2 separate regions of the Gadus morhua genome follow, and region 2 is linked to region 1. A link is a contact called in public Hi-C data. All regions are on one chromosome and are shown on one strand. The core of a region is the stretch at or near the end of the contact, and the rest is flanking DNA. Distances in the headings are between cores, read along the strand shown.

Evidence for each region. A called contact is a pair of places that touch in the nucleus more often than the background predicts.
Region 2: a contact with region 1 is called in a Hi-C map of spleen, with 4 times the contacts expected there. The contact joins the promoter of sesn1 here to the promoter of foxo3b in region 1. A contact is called at or near these places in 3 of 6 Hi-C or Micro-C datasets (gill, heart and spleen).

What each region holds. Positions count from the first base shown.
Region 1 is chr21:19,462,547-19,470,390 of gadMor3.0, reverse strand. It overlaps foxo3b (forkhead box O3b), which reads right to left and starts at 3,184. Exons shown (of 4, transcript XM_030344714.1): 1 at 3,063-3,184; 2 at 2,779-2,877; 3 at 1,727-2,444. The coding sequence starts at 2,284.
Region 2 is chr21:19,613,159-19,621,002 of gadMor3.0, reverse strand. It overlaps sesn1 (sestrin 1), which reads left to right and starts at 2,671. Exons shown (of 10, transcript XM_030344831.1): 1 at 2,671-2,751; 2 at 3,182-3,507. The coding sequence starts at 3,229.

The DNA of each region.
Region 1 (7,844 bases), core at 1,935-4,434:
CGTGTTTTATATTGAGCGCCTACGTGACACAACCAGGTCGGGCCTGTGACTGGCAGCTGCCCCGCAATAGGAAAAACCTGTTAGGGCAGGATTAGGTAACACTAGAGCACAAAGTTCAGCCAAGAGAACACACACACACACACACACACACACACACACACACACACACACACACACACACACACACACACACACACACACACACACACACACACACACACACACACACACACGGTTAAAGGCATGTAGTCAGGTGTCTATTTTGAGCCCTGGCCTTGGCCTGGGCGCGGGCCGCCCCACTCCATGTTTTGATTCATTTCAGGTTTTCCCTTCAATTCAGAATATCAGTTTCAAACAGGGTGTACTCCCCTGCTGGAGAGCAGGGGAACAGCAGCCGGTCGCCTGGCACGGTGGTCTGTGTTAGGGTACTGGTGTTGGTCTGTGTTAGGGTACTGGTGTTCATTAAACTGCTTGTATTGCAGACAGTAATAGTGTATCATAAAAAAAGCCGTCGCGTGCATTCATGTACATGAGACCAAACAAGATTATGCTGTCTTCTTTTCTCCCGCCCAAATGTGTGCTGCTAATGATCAACAAAACCTGAGATAAGGGCCAGCTGCCCAAAGCCCTTCCCTGGGTCCTGCCCTCCCTTCATTGCATACATTTTCTTCAGATCCTCCATGAGCTCCTCCCCCCCCGCCCAGGCCTGGGCCCTCCTCTGGATAGTAACCCTACACGGGCCCCCGCCTGGCCCCCAGTCCCAGCATTCTAGGGTCACCAGCCCAGCACGGCGGCCACAATGAACCTGGCCTTGACTGAGTGTGCCCCATCCCCCCAACATCATCACCCCCTCACTTCCCCTTCTCATTTGTGAAGACCTTGGATTAGTAAGCGATTTTACGGAGAGCCCCTCATTTGAGATCTCAGAGCTGTTCTCTGTGCTATGCGAGCATACCCCTCCTCCTCCTCCTCATCCCCTATACTTCTCTCTCTCTCTCCCTCCCACCCCCCCCCCACCATGAAGCCACGTCCTTTGAGGGAAGTCTTGCCCCCACCATAACGACAGCCCATGTGACCCCATGGCATGTCCGCTAGTTGCAATTGTCCACAAGGAAGAACAACCAACCCCCTTGGCAGCTGCCTAGACCTGGCCCTGAACACTGGCATGGATGAAATCCAGGTTTTAGGTAATAACAAACATGGGGGAATGTGTGTGTGTAATGGGGGGGGGGTTAAGGTACAACATAGTGACAGTGACTGAAGATACATACACATTGCAGACGCATTGGCGATTAATTACCGCGACGTGCCGGCCTAGGATCAACGGATTATTTTGTTTTCATTCAGCCCTAGTCCAATGAGATATTTTAACATATTTTGCATGCTTCTTCGTTCTATGTAATTGTATTATGGTTTGGGCTTCCCTGAAAGGTAACGTCATGCAGTAGGCCTAAATAGGCTATATTCTGTTTCGAGACAAACTGCTTGACAATTTCCATATTATAAATTATAGACATGTGGAGAGAGAGCCCAGAAGATAAATTGTAAATAATTGCGCTCCACTAATTGGCTCGGAGGCTGTCGCGCTGCAAGTCTTGATTTATGAGCCACGTACATGTGCGATGGAGCGAATGCAAGCCACATGTGTTTTGTTTTTGTTTTGATCGGAAGTAGGGGGGAGGAGGGGAGGCGGAGTGTGGATGGGGAGCGGAGGGCGCACGCTTACCTTCCATCCTGCAGAGCTGTTGCTGTCGCCTTTGTCTTTGAAGTAGGGCACACACCTCACCATCCAGTCGTAAATCTGCGACAACGTCAGCCTCTTGTCCGGCGTGCTCTCGATGGCCTTTGTGATCAGGTCGGCGTAGGAGAGGTTTCCCCACGCGTTTCGCCGTGACGACGACTTCCTCGGGGTCTGCTGCGCGCCGAGGCCGTCAGCGGCCGGAGCGCCTGTCGTGGCCGACGGCGAGTCGGAGGAGAGCGGGGATCCTCCGCTCTCCTGGCCGAGGGAAGAGAGCAGCCCGTCGGCCCCGGGGCTGCTGCTGCTATGGTCCTCCGCGGCCCCGTTCGAGCCGTGGATGTCGATAGCGGCCGTGGTGGTATGGTCCTCTTCGTCATCCTCTTCCTCTGGTATGATATCTGTGTCATTACTCTCTGGTTTCGCGGCGTTTGACTCTGGACGGGGCAGCGGCCAGGTGCACGACCGTGGCCGCTTTTGTGGCTCAAAGTCAGGGTCAATTGCCACGTCCGAGTCGCTGAGAAGGTCGAGATCCAAAACCTCCGCCATCTCGGCCAGCGGAAGAAAAAAAACACGTATCCCCGATCGCAGTAGATGAACTTTAGTTTGGGAAAGACGAAGTGCTGTCAAAGTCGCATTCCATGAATGCGCGTGCCCGTTCTTTGTTGCTATTGAAGCCTCCAGGAGGCTCGTGACAGTTTCTTTAACCCTGAGGAGGACACACAACCAGCAACACTAAGACAACACACAAACAGCAACACTAACACATAAGCTTACAATTACAGATCCTACATCAGGTTCAATCCTAACCCCTTTAGCCATGTTTATGTCTAAAATGGAGGTTAGGCCTATATATTCAAACGGCAGGCTAAGGCTACAACTATTAACAAAATAAATACAAAACAAACAACCCCCTCCTGTCTAATGTAACACATTATGCAGTCCAATCGTCTATAACAATGCGTTGAACCCCCCCCCCCCCAAAAAAAAAAAGGTAACCACACAGTGTACTACAAGGTAACCAAACGGTGCACTACACCCACTCGATATCAAGGGTCACGGAGTAGGGGCTCAGCCGTCATCACAGTCTGTGGGGAAACCCTGCAGCCGTCGTCCAGCAGCCACTTGGTCCTGAACCGCGACTAAAACCAAAGACCAGATCCCGTACAGGCGACATTCACACTCCCGCACTTCCAGTGGACATCTTTTCGACTTACACTCTTTGACTTCACTAACAAAACTACAAAAGGGGACAATTCAAGCTAATGAGGACAACTATCACTGTAGATATGGAATAAGAACGCCACCTCGATCTGGGTTACTGTACCTCGCTTGCTCTGCTTCTCTCAATGCTGCACACACAGATACACGCGCGCACACACACACACACACACATACCAAACACGAGTCGGTGAGAGCCAGCCCCCTGGAGCCCGTAGAGGATCGCCTTTTAAAGAGACACGCTCCAGGAGAGGGGAGAAGGCAGCATGCCGAGACTAGCCACTGTATGGACCGGGGACGGGGCACGTCCGGACATGTTCACACTCAAAATCCTGTACTGATAGTGAAAAAAGCCCTATTAAATAATTTATAAAAATGTATTTATCAATAATATAGCCTATAAACTCGATTTCTCTTTACCAAATAACTTCGGTAGCCTATTTGACATTTATTAACATGTGTTCTTATTGGATGACACGTGTTGACTTATTTATGACCATTATGACCAATAATTATTATTATTATTATGGTGATCCATAGTTCAAAATTAGCATAGACATGTAGTCGACCTCTTTTGCTATGCGGACCCATAATAAAATTAGCATTTAAAGCCCACCGGTTTAAGAAGGATTTTAATGGTTTAGTTTAGTGTATTTTGATATTGACGCAGACCCTCCGCCTGTTGCCCCGGTGTGGAACTGCGTACGGCGCCTTTAACCGTTGAGGGAGCGACTGTCAATCACGGCTGTCAGGGCACACGTGACACGCCCCCTTTTGAAACCAGTTCCAACTCATCGAAGATGACGTCAACCCATTTATTAGCCAAAGATTAAGGCAAGAAGAAATCCTATACCTTTCTCCCTGCTGTAAGTGGTGCTGCTCTGCAAAGCCCTTCCCCCAACCCCTCCCTCTCCTCTCTTCATCACAACAGGCTCGTATTCTGCAGGTTCTCTTTGTGCAGGAATGCCATTCGGCTCGCCTGTGTGCAATGATCAGTCAATGAGTCGGAGCTCAACGTAAACATAACACATTTAATCTGATGATCATACCTGAACAAACACAGTTCTGTTTAACATTCTTAGACAGGTATAGGCTACACCCTATGTTATACTCAGTCAGTGTCTTCACACAATGGTTGTCAGGGTTAAATATTAAACAACAAAAAATATGTAGTATAGGACCTACACAAGTGGAAAGAATGATATCCAAATGATAAATCATAGCACTTCTGGAGGTTGGTTGGCACACGCACACACACACAGACCCACGTGCACACACACACACACACACACAAACGGACTCTTTCTTTGTTCCCTGCGCACCAAAGAGAATACCTGATGCAGCAGTTTAGCGCCTGCAGAGAGCCATATTAACTGTTCACTGGGTGCATGCCGGCGGGAGTGTGTGTGTGTTGAAGCTAATTTTTATATTTCAAAGGTTGTCTTTATTGTGAAATCCTACAGCACCTCACATATGGCTGTGGAGATGCTTCACACACACACACACACACACACACACACACACACACACACACACACACACACACACACACACACACACACACACACACACACACACACACACACACACACACACACACACACACACACACACACACACACCAATGTAGGCCATACCCTAGAATTGTGTGAATACCAACTGTAGTGCTTATGTCCCTATGTCTTCTTTGGTAGCATTCTCATTTCTGATATCGGAGTTCACTTCAAAACACAATGAACCTTCTACAATAAATTGTAGAACACAGAGAATTGTACACTTGGCTCTCTTCTTCTTCTTCCTTGCTGTCCCCTCTGAGGCTGTCAGCCGCAGCTGGGGAGAATGAAGGAATAACTGCTTTGGGACCGGCCAGGGAACCCACAACAGCAGCCAACTACACACTCACCTATGTTACCAAACTGCACTGACGTGGTCTGCTGGAAGGGTCCTTTTGGTTGCGTGTGTGTGTGTGTGTGTGTGTGCTATACAAACAGATTTTATAACAGAAAGTTATAGTGTAAAACAAAGCATAAAAAGTATGGAGCGAGCTGACCCAAAAATACATATACATCCATAGAGCTAGCGGAGGGAGGGGGAGGGAGGGAGGCTTCGCTGTTTGTGTTGTGTTTTCCTTATTTTTATGTTTTCTCCGTCCAAGCAGCATAATGCTCTGATTGGATTACTCCCCCCCCCCCCCCCCCCCCCCCAACACCCTGTGAGTAGACAGGAGAGGGAGGGGGGGGGGTGCTGAGCAAGCTAAACTCCAACCTAAACTCTGAGCGATACTCCAAGCTAACCTCCAATCTAAACCAACTAGCACACACTCAGGCATTGGCCTCTGGGCAATCAACCATCCTCACAACGTATCGGTGATGAAGCATTATGTCTCAGCATTGCTACTGGACTTTGCCATTATATTACAACTCAGATTTATGTCACGGATTGAATTTTAACCGTTAAGCATTTGAGAGGCAAACATGGTCAATGCATGCCTCTGTAGAATGCAAGGACATGTTTATACTGACACCAAACAGAAAACATTAATAATAATCCAGGAAACCTTGAACAGTGACATGGGCAGACCTGGATCGGATAGAGTGGACAATACCAGTTAAGGTTCTGAATAATAAAGACTGGCTGGACTGGGCAGGGCCAGTACAGGAAGCACAGGCTGAATGGTGCAGAGGGATGACCTCATGCATCCCACCATGCAACAAGCTGTTACACAATCGACACAATCATTACCTCTGCTGCCATCTATTGACATATGAGCTATACTGCCGTAACCAACGCATGAACGCACGTTTTCATTGCGCTAAGGTCATTGGAAATGAAAAGAAGTCATCGTAATTTTGAAAACGATGTCTTGTTTCTCATCAAAAGTAATAATAAATATAACCGGTGATTAACGGGGTCCAAGCAAAATTAAAAGTCAAGAACACAATAATGGAAGATATATAAATATAACATATACAGGTGCTGGTCATATTATTAGAATATCATGAAAAAGTTGATTTATTTCATTAATTCCATTTAGAAAGTCAAACCTGTAGAATGTATACATTCATTCCAAACAGACTGATACATTATAAGTGTTTTTTGCCAAAAAGAATATGATTATAGCTGACAACCAATGAAAACCCTAAATTCAACATCTCAGAAAATTAGAATATGGTGAAAAGGTCAGATATTGAAGACACCTGGTGCCACACTCTAATTAGCTAACTAACTCAAAACACCTGGAAAAGCCTTTAAATGGTCTCTCGTTTTGATTCTGTATGACACACAATCATGGGGAAGACTGCTGACTTGACAACTGTCCAAAAGATGACCATTGATACTTTAAAGAAGGAGGGCAAGACACAAAAGGTCATTGCCAAAGAGGTTGGATGTTCCCAGAGCTCTGTGTCCAAGCACATTAATAGAGAGGCGAAGGGAAGAAAAAGATGTGGTAGAAAAGAGTGTACAAGCAAGACGGATAAACGCGCCCTGGAGAGGATTGTCAAACAAAACCGATTCAAAAATGTGGGGGAGATCCACAAAGAGTGGACTGTAGCTGGAGTCAGTGCTTCAAGAAGCACCACACACCGACGTATGCAAGATATGGGCTTCAGCTGTCGCATTCCTCGTGTAAAGCCACTCTTGAATAAGAGACAACGTCAAAAGCGTCGCGCCTGGGCTCAAGACAAAAAGGACTGGACTGCTGCTGAGTGGTCCAAAGTTATGTTTTCAGATGAAAGTAAATTTTGTATCTCCTTTGGAAATCAAGGTCCCAGAGTCTGGAGGAAGACAGGAGAGGCACAGAATCCACGTTGCCTGAAGTCCAGTGTAAAATTTCCACAGTCAGTAATGGTCTGGGGTGCCATGTCATCTGCTGCTGTTGGTCCACTGTGTTTCCTGAGGTCCAGGGTCAATGCAGCAGTCTACCAGGAAGTTTTAGAACACTTTATGCTGCCTGCCGCGGACCAACTTTATGGAGGTGACGATTTCATTTTCCAACATGACTTGGCACCTGCACACAGGGCCAAATCTACCAGTACCTGTTTTAAGGACCATGGTATCCCTCTTCTTGATTGGCCTGCAAACTCACCTGACCTTAACCCCATAGAAAACCTATGGGGTATTGTGAAGCGGAAGATGAGAGATGCCAGACCCAACAATGCTGAAGAGCTGAAGGCCACTATTAAAGCAACCTGGGCTCTCATAACACCTGAGGAGTGCAACAGACTGGTCGACTCCATGCCACGCCGTATTGCTGCAGCAATTCAGGCAAAAGGAGCTGCAACTAAGTATTGATTGCCATACATGCTGAAACTTTCCATGTTCATACTTTTCAGTTGGCCCACATTTCTAAAAAATCATTTTTTGTACTAGTCGTAACTAATATTCTAATTTTCTGAGATACTGAATTTGGGATTTTCAGTAATTGTCAGTACTAATCATCCAAATTAAAAGAAATAAACATTTCAAATATATCACTCTGTGTGTAATGAATTGATATAATATGTAAGTTTCACGTTCTGAATATAATTACTGAAATAAATCAACTTTTTCATGATATTCTAATAATTTGACCAGCACCTGTAATTGTCCTATTTAAGGAAAGATGTTCCACTTATAAACCTGAACTGCAGCCTCATTCACATGGTCAAAATGTCTATTGATAAGCACACAATATCCAGAAAACTCCATGCACACATTTCTCAAGTGAATGAAGGGCTTTCTTCAAAGCATATACCTGAAAAATCTTCTGGGGAAATTAAACATTTGTAGTCAAGAACACTAGTTAATTATGAAGGAAAAATGGTTAACGAAGAAGTTCCCCTTAATGCCATACTGTGTCTTGGCAGTTCGATTCTTGGAAACTAATGAGCCGGAATGTTGATTGCCT
Region 2 (7,844 bases), core at 1,422-3,921, 150 kb before region 1:
GGCTTCGGGCAAGGTTGGTTGGGTGTGCTTGAGTAACTCTAGGGGGTGATTATGTGGGATGGGGTTAGACACTCAAAAATTTGTATTGAGGTAGGCTGCCTTATGGATTGAGTCGGTTTCTTTTTTTTGCTCAAAGCTTCTCCACCGAGCCGCGGACCAGTGAAGTGATTCATTCAGGCAACGAACCAGTTGCTGCTTCATACGTCACATGATTTTTTTTGCCCTGAAGCAAGCTTCGAAGCAGTGCTTCTTGGGAGTTGTAGATCAGGGTTTGAAGCACGTATCGAAGCTTCAGTGCCATCACTAGCCGAACCCCTGCCTGCCTTACTACCCGCCTGTCGCCGAACCCCTGCCTGCCTGCCTGCCTGCCTGCCTGCCTGCCTGCCTGCCTGCCTGCCTGCCTGCCTGCCTGCCTGCCTGCCTGCCTGCCTGCCTGCCTGCCTGCCTGCCTGCCTGCCTGCCTGCCTGCCTGCCTGCCTGCCTGCCTGCCTGCCTGCCTGCCTGCCTGCCTGCCTGCCTGCCTGCCTGCCTGCCTGCCTGCCTGCCTGCCTGCCTGCCTGCCTGCCTGCCTGCCTGCCTGCCTGCCTGCCTGCCTGCCACCGAACCCTCGACTGCCTGACTACTGCTTGCCTAGCCCCGGCTTGTCGTTTACTCCTTGTCCCAATAAACCCTACTTCCTTTCACTCCGTCTCTGCCTCCCTGTGTCAAGCGTTTGGGTCCCCTCATCCTGTTCCATAACAACAGCGTTCCCGTTCGTGAATTTACGAATCCTATCATGGCCATGCTGATGGCCCTACTCTGTCTGTGGTTGGCCGGGTTGCATGCAACTGAACGGTACCCTCGCTGTTAGCATTTGAGAGCGTCACAAAATAGCTCTGACCAGGGGCGTAGCCATGTGGGGGTCAGGGGGGGCCGTTGCCCCCCCTGGCAGAGGTTGGCCAGCCCGCTGGCCCCCCGAGTATTAAAAAAATAAATAAAATGCTTAACATTTAACTTACGTATTCTGTTGTCGGTTGCCTGGCAACGGACAACTGATCACGTACCCTGTACAAATTTGGCACCAGGTACAAATTTGGGGTGACAGCGCCCTTAATTAGGCCTAATTGATTAACTTATACAAAACAAGCTAAATTAAACCACACATGTTCCCAAATTGAACGGACAAGGGAGGGCCGGGGGATTCATTGTTAGGGCGTACTGAAATCCTCACTGTAGTAAGCAGGACAACACGAAAAGCCGCCGTCAAGAACAAGCATAGTTTGGGAGCTGGCACGCCTCTTTTAAAAGAGTTATGACATTTCTCACATGGATAATTCCACGTGGCAATTCCGACCAACCAACCAGGGCAACGTTTTGATATGTTGAGGGGAGTGTCTTAAGTCCACATTTATTTGAAACATATTTAATAGTTATGGCGCGTTCACATCGCCTGGAATTATGGGGAAAACATTTCCGCGACGTCGGAGAGTTCTCGTTAACGACACCTCATGACGCTCTTATCATTCCACTTCGGTTCAGCAACTGATAACAGAGTTGCCCAGTTGGTGATGTTTGGTTTACTAGTGACGCGCCTGAACAGGGCGGAACATGAACGTTTTACTCAATATAAAAGAATCAACCATCATATCACATACTTTACTATTGATTGACGTTGTAACCGTCTGTTGGCATTGACTTTGCTCAGTTTTGAACGTAGATAAGGGCAAGTGTATAGCCTTCCATACAGTGGCAATACAATGTGCTTCTCATAAATAAAAGCAAAAGGATAGTAGGTGATAGGCTACAATGAAATAAAGACGTTCGAACATGTAGTGATCATACTAAGTTTTGTTTAGTTCAGATTTTTTTTTTTTCTTTTTTAAACCTGCTGTGAAGAACTTTTAGATTCCCAACTCAGTGCACACGAAAGGTCAATGCGGGAACACGCGTAAGCGTTTGCGTTATCACCGGCGAGTCGTCTCGTTTCACCAAGACCATGAACGCGCCTTTAAACACGCCTATTAATTCGACACGTGTGTCACCCTCACATCATTGGCCACATATTGATCAATCAGCGCATCTTTAGACCAAAACAAAGCGTCTTTCCATCAGTAGTATTTTATATTTTAGCCTTGCAAAGTACATTTTGAATTAATGTTTATTAATGATATTTTTTTCATAATATTTTTCTTTAAATTCAGCCCAATCTAAAGAACAGAATGGGGTTTATTCTGAAATAAACACATACAACGTATCTACAAATATGTATATTTCAAACAAATGTTTACTATTATGATTATTATTATTATTATTATTATTATTATTATTATTATTATTATTATTACATTATTATTTATTTATTTTTATTTTGTGTCAGTTCTTATGGATCGGCCGTCTCTCTGTCTGCCGTCGGTCATTTCTCCTCTGGTTCCGAGCGGGGTAAACAAGTGAAGGGCGATGCAGAGCATGCCGGGAGATGTAGTCCACGAGGTTTCTCATCCGTAGCCGACGAATGCAGAGCGATGTGCGAGGGAATCAAATTCCCATGAATAAGCGTTGCGGAGGGTTGCAGCAGTGGATACGCCCACTAAATAGCTTTTGGTCGACGTTCGCACAGAACAACCCTGTCACGTTTGGCAAGTCTGGTGGTTGGACCCTTCAGACGTCAATCAAGTTGCAGCCTCCTCTCTTTTTTTTCACACTGGGACGAGCGGTCAGATCCGAAGGAAGAAGTCGCTGGAACGGAGACCAGCTCCAAATAATGTGAATAAAGTAAGTAATGGGTGATGGCACTTGGTGCACTCTAGCTGAAACGATATAGTTATCTGCTATCATTGTGTTATGAGCATTGGTACAACAATGTCTTCATCACAATAAAATAAAAAGAAGCAGACAGGGAAAGATTGAATGGACTGTTTGTCACACTTTGGTGAATGATTTTGGCTGTTCACCTAACCGTTATCTTCTGTCAATGCATGTTGGTAAGGAACGTGTCTTCATTTCAATAGAATGAGCTTGTGAAACCGCAAACTGGCTTTAGGTCTACTCTACAGTGAACATGCTCTGGTTTTTGTACGTGTTGTTCATAATGCTTTGACAGTCGAGCACATTTTATGTATTATTTTTATATGCACAGCCTCAGTGAGCAGTAACCGTTTTGTAAATTAAACCATTGATGTAAGCTTTGTTGTTTTTGTTTCAGTCTCCTGCTGAAAGAAACGCACACACAAAGCATCAGAGCCCTCGGACATGGATGTCGTGGACCAGGACGCACTAGGCCGTTGGGACGGGCTCAGCAGCCGTGACGCGGGCTCCCGGGACTCCGCCATGGAGACCATCCAGCAGGAGCTGATGAGGATTGTGGAGGCCATCGGGCACGCTCCAGCATCCCAACCCCGGTCCCCTGCCTCACCGGGGCCACCCTGCAGAGTCCTCAACGGCATCCTGGCCCACCTCCTCATGCTGTCCAAGCGCTGCCCCTTCCAGGACATCCGAGAGAGATGTGGTTGGCTCCTGCAGACCGTCCAGGTAAGGTGCTATATCCCGCCAGTGAGAAGTAAAGACGGCACCTCTTGAGTCCCAGTTGGTCAATCTGGGACCTGTGATCCAAACCCTTCCTAGACATTATTTATTTCACAAAATGAACGGCTTATGAGGGGTGGCAGTAGCTCAGGAGGGAGAGTGGGTTGGTTGGTAACCGGAAGGTTGCTAGTTTGATCCCCGGCTCCTCCTCCTAGTTGTCCCTGAGCAAGACACCTCACCCTGACTGCTTCTAACAAGCTGTCTGTCGCCCTGCGTGGTCGACTCCGCCGTCGGTTTGTCGATGTGTGTATGAATGGTTGTAAGTCGCTTTGGATTAAAGAGTCAGCAAAATTCCTTCAATGTAAATGTACTAGGTCCCACCCTTGCAGACATACGCTCACAATTTCGGAAATGAACTCTTCAAATGTCAATTTACCAGATTATACGACACTATGTATTATGTGTGTACGTCAGAATGTAAATTAATCATTCTACACTCGTACCATTGTAACATAATGTTACCTTTGTCATGCTGATGTTATGTGGTTTAAAGTACATTGGTTCACACACACACACACACACACACACACACACACACACACACACACACACACACACACACACACACACACACACACACACGTCATTAGAGCCTCAGAGTTCTGCTGCTAAAGGTTTAAATTCATGACCACAGTGTAGCAGCACATTGTGTTTGGTCCCACAGATGCACACGGAAGCACCTCCCTATCAACAAAGTAAACCCATCTCTCTGTCTCTCTCTCTCTCACACTCTCTCTCTCTCTCACTCACTCACTCACTCACTCACTCACTCACTCACTCACTCACTCACTCACTCACTCACTCACTCACTCACTCACTCACTCACACACACACACACACACACACACACACACACACACACACACACACACACACACACACACACACACACACACACACACACACTCTCACTCTCTCGTTTAGAGGGTGGGCTGCAGGGCATGGGATCAGACAGATCACCAATTCGCGCAGATCTATATATATATATATATATATATATATATATATATATATATATATATGTGTGTATATATATGCCTTTTTGATCTTCTTGCTTGTCAAGTTGGTGGTTTAAAACTCGGGATACTGAGATGTCAACCTCTGCAGTTGTTCTGATGCTGTCTTTGTCCACTTGGTATTCTGCCTCTGTTGTCTTTCCTGCGCCGCTGCAGGTCCAGGGAGTCAAAGGTCAAGGGGGGGGGGGGGGGGGGGGCTTAAAATAGGGTTACATGGTGAGTAAAGGGTCATGCGGGGAGGGGGTCATGTTCCCACAAGCTCTCCGCTGCGAGGCTCTGGCGAGGTGAAACTCCGCGGGGTCAAAACCGATTAACCATGCAGTCCTGTTGACCGACGCCCGGTAAACACGAGCCAAAGGTAGTGCTGGTGAAGAGCCGTGGGTCATGCATACTGAAGGCTGCTGACTGAATGCATATTGGAGCCGGAGCAGGAGGTAGGCGCTGCGGCACTCTGTGCTTTGGTGCTCGTTCAAGGGCTCCCTGGCACGCACGCACGCACGCACGCACGCACGCACATGCACATGCACATCGAGGGAAACAATGGCTCACATTTGTTCTGGAGCTGCCAATAGGGTGGGCAGACTGTATATGGGCAGGCACTCTCTCTGGCCACCCGATTCCCAAGGCTGATGAAAGGACCCCAGTATTGGACGGCTGGACTGGAGAGAGAAACATGTGTCTTTGTGAGGGGTATAAATACACCATTATATAATCCTGCAACGTTAACTTGCATAATAAATACATCTGAATAGATCAGGCTAGTCTCTTCATGCAGGGTACATACGCTGGTCCAATAGGCTGATCACAATTTCTCTGAAGGGCTGCTAAGGTTACCCGCTCAGTTCGGTTGGTCGGGGCCAGTGGAATGCCGTACCTGAAGGATTCATCAGCTTGGTGTCTTCAGGATGGATCGCTCCGACGTCTTCCTCTGATGCTGACAGTGGGCAGTAGGCTAAATCAATGAACGCTATAGCGTTTAACAACAATACAACTCCTGTGTTCCTACGATTAACTTCAACCCCCAGAACTCATGACGTTATTAGTGGTTTAAGTAAAACCACAAGTTCAGAGCTAGATAAAGGGGAGATTTGTGCAATGCATACAATGAAAGGGAGGATTTCAGTCAACAACAAACATCCGTAAACAAACACAGCTGCATTCAATTACGGTTACCTGATTGGCGTGTAATGTAATGTTTTGAAGTGCAATGTATTTTTTGTTGAATTTAACAGTGGAAGTCTTGGTTAAGATAAGTCTTCAACACTTTCTACAAATAAAGTAAAGTTGGCTGGAAATCTAAATTATATTATTCATAAATCCAGTGTGACTGATGCTAGTAGGCATTCTGGTGAAAACTTAAATAAAGCAACCCTTTTCTCAGGCAGTGCTCACCATGGCCCTGGCCTTGAGCAGTTCCCTTGTGTTCGGTGTGGATCCAGAGACAGAGCACAGCATGTATATTTCATGAAGCACATTGAGAATTTGGAAGGCAGAGATACTAGCAGGAGGCAGTCGATGCATACAGGGCAGTCCATGGTTACGCTAGTGAAAATAGCAAGTGTTTGCATTTACATTTACATTCAGGGGATTTTGCCATCTCTTCAGGAGCAGTTAAGGCGAGGCGTCTCGCTCAGGGACACCTCGACATTCAGCTAGGAGGAGCCGGGGGTCGCATTCGCAACCTTCCTTTTACCAGTCAACCGGAAGGATACTAGTTCGATCGCCGGCTCCTCCTAAAGGCAGGTGTCTTGACAGAGAGAATAGGCTGGGTAGGGATCATTCACTGCATTGTAGGGTTTTCTGCTTGCTGTCCCAGAGGTTGTGGGTGTCTGTGGCGGTGGCAGCAGCAGGCGACCTTTGGCCCAGTAACGGCACAGCGAGGTGTTACTGTGCGCACAGGCCCGTGATATAGAGGGGAAATAAAAGACTGGATTTCCAGCTGCTGTCGGCTCAGCATGGCAATGGGCCCCTAGTGAGGTGTCAGGGTGGGGCTCCCCTAGTGAGGGCTCGGGGTGGGGGGGCCCTAGTGAGGGGTTAGGGTGGGGGGCCCCTTGAAGAAATATCCAAGCTCTCCGATGACTCTGCGTAAAATGACACACCAGTATTTAGCTGCTGTACCGTGATTTGACTACTGGGTCTTCTTGACCAATCAGGTTGATTATTATTTAGGTTGATTACAGCATTGAGACGGCGGCAATAGGATTATAACTGCGGCTCATCTAATCCCAGTGAAGAAGGAGCTTGATGAGAAAACTAAGGGCATTGCATTGTGATGCATTCATTAAGGTCTAGTAAGCGGCAAACTACTGTAACCCTTTGAAAGCTGGCTTTCTCCAAGATGGATTGACCTGGTGGTTCTAATCATTTGGCTGATCACAGGGACTGGTTCCCTGGGTGGATCCGGAGTGGTGTGCAAATGGCCCTCACCACCTCCTCTGCAATACTGTCTGAAGATAATACAGAAAACCAAACCAATGGTAATCGTGGCACCCAGACAATAGACACGCTGGTTTAGCCGCCACCGATGGCTAGTGGAAGGCAGCCAGACAGAGCCCACCCCTGGACCCCGTTGTGGGGCCTCTGTCCAGGGGCCGCCTGGTGGTTTAGCTGTCTGCTGAAGAGGGGGAGGGGGGGCGCATCCATCGCTGGAAGCGTGGAATCAGGTCACTGTCAATCCATTTGGGAAGCGTATCTAAAGACTTAGATAAGGGATATCCTGCACTCTATTCACACACACACACACAAATAAACACACACACACACACACACACACACACACACACACACACACACACACACACACACACACACACACACACACACACACACACACACACACACACACACACACTTAACATATACCTGCAACCCTCCTGTTTTCGACCAACATTTATTTCATGCCAACTATTAGCCCCAGAGGCGATCTAACACCCTGTATAATGGAGTTATTTTTTTTATTTTTTTTATTATAGTTACTCCAAGCGTCTAGCGTAAGCTCGTAAGCGTCTTTGAGTGTCTAGAAAAGCGCTATATGAATTCAATCCATCATCATTATTATTATTATAATCCTAGTGGGGGAGCAGGGTGTCATGGTTGCCGGGAGGGGGGGGCAGTTGTACACCTTCAATATGTGTGTGGGGGGATGGGGGGGGGGGGGGGGTGTGGGAGGGCAGCAGCGTGTGTGAGTATGGAAAAAAGAGAAGAAGAATCATCTTCAGAAGGGGGGGGGGGGGGGGGGGGGAGGGAGGGAGGGAGCCAGAGGGGGGG